2 separate regions of the Ovis aries genome follow, and region 1 is linked to region 2. The links are chromatin contacts, called in public Hi-C maps. All regions are on one chromosome and are shown on one strand. The core of a region is the stretch at or near the end of the contact, and the rest is flanking DNA. Distances in the headings are between cores, read along the strand shown. Region 1 overlaps RAPGEF1 (Rap guanine nucleotide exchange factor 1). Region 2 holds the start of RAPGEF1 (Rap guanine nucleotide exchange factor 1).

Region 1 (3,073 bases), core at 217-2,716, 74 kb after region 2:
TGTTTTGCTAGTGATCTCTGATAGGAGACTGTTCCAGCTGCTCACTTCTTGGCATTTCCACCCCTCTTTCTTCTTTATTCCAAGAGAAATGATAGAGGAAACTTGACGTTCAAGTACCCTATCCTTAGTGGGGGTTCCTGCAGACTCCAGGGCACAGCTGGCAATGTCTGGAGACAGTTTTGGTTGTCACAACCAGGAGACTGAAGCAGGTGCTCCTGGCGTCTGGTAGGTAGAGGCCAGGGATGCTGGTAGGCGTTGTGCAGTGCACAGGACAGCACCGCCCCCAACCCCCACAACAAAGCATCATCTGTCCTAAAATGCCCACGCCGTGGCTGAGAAACTGTCCTCTAGGAAGGAGCTGTATAGATCCTCCCCCAAGGAAGAGCATCAGCCTGGTTCTTGGTCATCACCCTTTAAGAAGGATGGAGTTTCCGTGCCCTGTCACCTGCATGATCCAGAGTGAGCTCAAACATGGAGGCCCACAGTCAGGACTAGAGGTGTTGGGGGTCTGCCTGCCAGGGTGTGAGCGTAGCTGACTCTGTTGGAGATATCTTACCATAGCCTGTCATCTGCCGTCATCCTTAACTATGACTTACTAACTCTCTTACAACTTAGTGTTTCTGTGTATAGTCTCATTGTTCCCAGGATGTTACCTGGGAAGCTGCAGCTCAGGTAGACAGGAAGAGATTCGGATTCCCCCACAACTTCCTGTGGGTCTCCTGTGCCGGGCCCTGTCCTGAGTGGCATCACACGCTGTCTTCCTTCTCACCTTGACTGTACACACAAGCTTTCACTGTTCCTGGTATACAGAAAGTGTGGGCTCTGGGCCAAGGTTGCTTAGTCAGAATCTGCTATTCCCTTAATTTTATGAAATGCTTCCACAAATATTCTCCCCGAGCACCCCCACAAGCCTCCTTAGCCCACCCAGAGCAGGCATTAGTCTTCCCATTTTGCACATGAGGAGCCTGAAGCCCAGTGGTGCCTTTGGATCACAGCCTCCCCGAGCACCACTGGCCTCGGGTGGTTTCCAGGTCTGTCTGTGCCACGGTGGCCCCTAACCCCCTGACGCACGAGGCCGTGTGCAGGTGGATGCCCCTGCCTCTCCAAGGCCCTGGCCTCAGGTCCCTGGTTCCTGGGGGTGCTTCTTCTGGGTGTCTCATTGTAAACTGTTGACTGCTGGCTGCATTTTGTGAGAAGCCATAGTTTTAACAGCTGGAGGGCGGGGGGGAATGCATAGCATTCAGAGGCCACTGAGTCAGGGAGTGGAATCTGCTGGAGCGTTAATGGATGAAACCTGACTCTGCGAGGTATCACGCCTCTGTTTGGAGCCCAGGGCAGCCCGGTTCGATCTCTCTGCGAATGACAGGAGAAGTCTCTGTTGTGAAACACCTGCTGCTCTGGAGGCCTCCCATCTTCAGGTCAGCCCCTTTCTCCCTAGCGAACCTGGGGACACATTTTCGTAAAACATTTCCGGCCTCCTCCCCCCGTTTCGTCATGCTGGCGCCTGAGGAGTCCTGAGGTGCTGAGATGGCAGTGTTGTGGCTGTCATCCTCTTGCCCAACCAGCCAGTGTGGTTTTAGTCATGTTTGATGTCTGCACGGCGCCATGATTCCTTCAGACTGAGGTTCCTCTGAGCTCCGGGTAGGCCTAGGCAAAGCAGAGTGCTCTTGCCTTGAGCTAGAGAAGCAAGTGCCTGGCCCTTGGAAACAGACAGTAAATAAAGGTGTCAGTTGGTAAAAAGAGAAAAATAAAGTGAGGGCAGAGAGACCCATGCTGGGAATGGGAGCATGATACCCTAGTGCTCTACAGAACACCTTTGGGGAAGGTGTTCTGAGAGGAGCTGAGAGGAGCTAAATCAAGGCTCTGAAAGTCGTCCCACAAAGGAACTAATGACTTCTTAATTCCATTTATATGGTTTTTCTTTGATATTCCCATGAAATCCACTATTTAAAAATTTACTTTGAAATGACGTTCCTCATTATTTTGAAAGAACTAGTGTTCAGAATCATAATCACTTTATTATGTATCACTTTTTTATGTATTTGTGTAGTTTTAAATCTCCTTTTTTAAGAAATTATCTTCTTGTTCTTGGTGGGTTTTGTTTATGTAGTCTCTGGAGCTCAAAGAGCCCATAGGTGGAAGTTTTCCTCACTTGTACTATCCTTAATTTGCCCTGGGCAAGTCATCGATTCTACTCGAATGGATTATCCATTTTGGGATTTATCTATCTTAACAATTATTCTTGGTTTCCCTTTCCCTGCCAGCCAGCTGAGACCTGGGTTGTTGACCTCAGGGTCAGTGTAAGGAGTGTGTTTACCCACTGACCATGGATTCAAGGTACTCCACAGTCAAAGAGGAAAGACTTGGGTGTGGGAATGTGAATGCCGGCAGGTCCAGGGCTCTGTGTTTTTATTTTCTTCCTTGGTGAGCTTTACTCGGGAGCAGAGATACTCTGGATGCTGTTAGCAGTTGCGGCAGGAGCAGTGCCTGAATTTCTGCTGTCTGTCCAGCTTCCTCACCCTTTCACCCCAGGGCTTCCAGGTCCTTTGGGAGTGCCATCTCATCTCATTGAGAGGGCACTGCATCTGCAGGTCAAATGTGGGATTCTAACAAGGAGTCCTGGAGAATGGGCTTTGAGCACTAATGCCTCTGACCAATCTCACATAGCCCTCAGGACCTTGAAAGGCCTGGGGTTTCTCAGTTTGATTTCCTGGATAGACATGCACAGTACCCAAGCATCCTACAGCCATCAGCAAATCAGTCCTCACTGTACTTGGTGAGATTAGCGGTGATAGTTCCATGTAGTGGTGGAGGAGACCCAGGGCGAGTCTGTCTCTGTCTAGGAAGGGACTTAGGAATACCGCAACTACTTTTCTCCATCCAGCCCCTTCTTCTGCCCCAAGTCTGGCCTCTGTATCCTGATTGCAGTCCTTAGGGAAACAATTTGACTTAGTTTCTGCAGCAAGAAGCCCTTTCCAGTGGCATCAATTTCAAAGTGATCTACAGGAAATTTTATTCATTTCTTTTAAAATCACTCCCTTTAATCTCTCTCCTCCCTCCTTATGCTTAACAT
Region 2 (3,480 bases), core at 425-2,924:
TATGTTCTATTATAAACACCTTTTTAAATGTCGGGGGGCTTCCTTGGTGGCTCAGCTGTAAATCTGTTTTATTCATTTGGCTGCGACGGGTCATAATTGTGGCACACAGAATCCTGGGTCTTTGCTGCAGCGTGTGGGATCTAGCTCCCTGACCAGTTGCAGCATGTGGAATCTTTTAGGTTGAGGCATGCAAACTCTGAGTTGCAACATGTGAGATCTAGTTCCCTGACCAGGAATGGAACCTGGGAGAGCTGCATTGGGAGCACAGAGTCTTAGCCCTGGACCAGCAGGGAAGTCCCTATAAACGCCTTTGATGAATAACCTTTATTAAATAAACTCCATGACCCTTATTTACAGTCATGTCCATTTGTAAAGCACTTTATTGTTTGAAAACCTTTTGTTGTTTGATGTGTCAATTTATTAAATATATTAATATTTGGTTCCATTCTCATGAACCCTGACCAGGCCAGCTATTCAGACTAATTTTCTGCTTTGCACACAGACTTTTGGACCTAAAAGACTGACTCAGAAACCTAGAAGGATTGGGGACAGCTTTGGGAGCATGGGGGAGGGGATCTGGGGCCAAGGGTCAGTTCTGCCTGGTGCTGCAGCTGCCGAGAGAGTAGAGCCGTCCCACCCTGGCTCAGAGCAGCCGTTCATCAGCTGGAAAAGAGAGATGAATGTGTTAATCTTTGGCTTTGCCTTTGACCTCTAGAGAACTGGCACTGATGACTCTGGAAATTTGGCTGCTACCTAAGGCCAGCTCTCAGTTACAGAATCAGCAAGCCTGCCAGAGGGTGCAGGGAGAGGTGAATAAGACTCTTTGCAATGTCTATTATTAATATCATTTCTTCTCTGTGCTCCCCTTCCAGACTCTGTTCCCATCTCCAGATTATTCACTGTACCTGAGGGAAATGGGGGAAAGCTGAATTCATCCTTCTTTGTACTTCTTTCATCTTGGGCTAAGGACAGTGAGCGAGGTGCTGGAGATTTTGTCACATGTGAACACCCTTTGTGTTACTAAAATGTTTTATACTTGCATTATCCGATTTAACTTTGCTTCTCCAAGTTATAAAGTCTTTGGAGGGAATAAGTGATTGTGCACATTTTTGTAGGCCTAATAGGTTCTTTGATTCTTAATCACTTTTACTGAACTAACCACTGGGCTTAGAAAAGGCCCAGCAGAAGTCCAGGCTGGAAGGGACCCTGGTCCACATTTGGGGGTCAAGTGAATAGAGCAGGCAGGAGGTCACTGTGTGCCTATGGACTATGGGCCAGCAGGGGCCTCTGGATGCGGGTGGGGTCAGTCACAGGCCCTGGTGTGGAGACACGAGTTTGGGTGGGAGCCCTGTGTTCCAAGCGAGGGGGGGCAAGTCAGCAGGGCAAGCTGAGCCTGGTTGGGATCAGACTCAAGCCTTGAGCTGGAGAGTCTGATTCTACAGCAGAGGAGGCTGAGTCCCGGGTGGTCCATGCCACCCCTCGCCCTGGCGTCGAGGGTCCGTGCGTGCGGGCAGCGGAGGCCCAGGTGTGGGTTGGTGGCCAGGGGCCGGTCCTTCGCCGTGGCGTGGAGACTCCGGGTCGGCAGGGGGCGCTGCGTCCCGGGCGGGAAGTTCCGGCCGGCTCCGGGTCGGCAGGGGGCGCTGCTTCCTCGGCGGCGCGGAGGCCGCGCCCGGCAGGTGGCGCTCTGGCCGCGGCCGAGGCCGGCGGGCGGGCGGCGGCGCGGCGCTGCGGCCGGCTCGCGGGCCCGGGGAAGCGGCGGCGGCGGCGGCGGGAGCAGAAGAGGCGGAGCGGCGGCGGCGGGCACCCCCGGGCGGGCTGGGGCGCCGCTGGCCGAGCGCACAGGCCGCGGCCCGCGGAGCCCACCATGCCGGCGCGGGCCTGAGGCGCGGCGAGCCAGGGCCGAGGCGAGCGGCGGCCGCGCCGGCCTGTGGCGCCCGCAGCGGCCCGGCCCGGGCCCGATGAGCGGCGGCCTCGGCCTCCGGCGCAGCCCGGAAATGTCCGGCAAGATCGAGAAAGCAGGTGAGGTGCGCGGCCGGGCTCCGGGGGCGAAAGCGCCCCTGGGCCTGCGGGGCGCGTCTCGGGCGGCGGGGCCGGGCCGCGCGGCGCTCCCGGGGCCACAGGCCGGCGCGGCCGGGGCGGGGGCCGGGGGCCCGGAGGCCGGGCCGGGCCGGGGCGCGCCGCTCGGCCCGCGGCGTGAACTTTGAGACAAGGGGCCGGGGACCCGGGCAGGGACCGCGTGTCCCAGTGGCCGGGCGGCGGGCGGCCGTCCTTCAGGCGGTGACGGAGCCGAGCCACAATCTATGTGTCATTTCTGAGGAGCCTCGAGTTTAAATTGAACCAGACGTCTCCACTTCGGAGGCTTCAAAGGCAGCGGGGCAGGATGTGTCCCTGGGCGTTTTCAGGGCGCGGGCGAGCTTTCCTCCGGTTTCAGGCTGAGCCCTTGGAAGCGGGGGCGTACGGGGAGCCGGTTGGGTCTGGGGTTCGGTTAGAAATCTCGTTGCCAGCCTCATCTCTTTGTGTCTTCCTAGAGATCTCAGAGCCTCGCCTTCCGGTTACCTGGGTTTTCCCCGGGCTGGGAAATAGTAATCTCCAAAGACGCAACTCGGGGGCGGTGCACCTGGGGCGCAGGGCTTAATTAAGCCGGCGACACCTTGCAGGACACATCTCTGGGTCCAGGGCTCCCGGAGCGGGGACACCACTGGTCGTCATAACCGGATACCCTGTCATCCCCTTTGCAGCTGAGCTCTGGAAGGTGGGCTCTTCGGGGACTGGAAATAGGGCAGGTTACACTGATTTTGGACGTTGCTGGTTTCCCAGGTTGAACCGGGATACTTTGCTGAGAAGCGCCTCGGAAGTGGACCCAGAAGGCCGTGTAACTTGCAGGCTGTGGCTTGAGTACAGGAAGGACGTTTTCACCGCCTTTCTTGAGGGTTTTCTGTGTATCCGGCTCTGTGCCGAGCACCTTAAACATCGGGCTTATTAAATCCTTACCGGTTGTCTGTAAGAGCAAATGTGGTCCCGCTGTGACAGGCTCAGTGGTTTCTTGCAGGCCGGCGCTGTCCCCCGCCCCCATGCCCGGCTCTGGGAGCCGAGGCCCCAGTGCTTTCCTTCCAGGCAGCGCCCTTGGCCTCAGGTGCTGTTTCTTGGGTGTCCTCATTGTTCTCCAGCCGCAGGGCTGAGTCTGCTGACCATGAGTTCCCTGCCAGCACGCGTGCTGTTTCAGAAGCACCTCTGATTAATCTGTGCAGTGTTTCTTAGGATGCGCCATGCCTCTTGGACAGTGTTGGGGAAAACTTGGCTGCTTTATTTTAAAAAACAGCATCAACAGGGTTTTCTCTCATTATAAGGATAATTGAAAAATTTGAAAGTCATGGAAAAGTCAAAAAGAACGCAATGAAAAGCACCTCCCCTCCTCCCCTGCCCTCCAGCCCCACAGGCTGCTTTCCAGGCTTAGCCATCTCGCAGTGCACTGCTCCCGGG

What was found. Hi-C and Micro-C count contacts between places; a contact is called where the count stands out from the background.
Region 1: a contact with region 2 is called in a Hi-C map of liver, with 4 times the contacts expected there. The contact joins the enhancer-like site here to the promoter of RAPGEF1 in region 2. A contact is called at or near these places in 7 of 16 Hi-C or Micro-C datasets (blood, liver, mesenteric adipose tissue and 3 more).

Annotation. Positions count from the first base shown.
Region 1 is chr3:5,159,300-5,162,372 of ARS-UI_Ramb_v3.0, forward strand. All of the region lies in intron 2 of RAPGEF1 (Rap guanine nucleotide exchange factor 1), which reads left to right. Among named protein-coding and RNA genes, the nearest start is that of RAPGEF1, 74 kb to the left of the region's middle. Within about 2 kb of position 1,467, at least 3 of the 54 cell types and tissues checked have an H3K27ac peak or open chromatin away from gene starts, as enhancers often do. A contact at or near this core is called in liver, where this site is marked.
Region 2 is chr3:5,085,065-5,088,544 of ARS-UI_Ramb_v3.0, forward strand. RAPGEF1 (Rap guanine nucleotide exchange factor 1) reads left to right here and starts at 1,675. Exons shown (of 23, transcript XM_042248042.2): 1 at 1,675-2,019. The coding sequence starts at 1,959.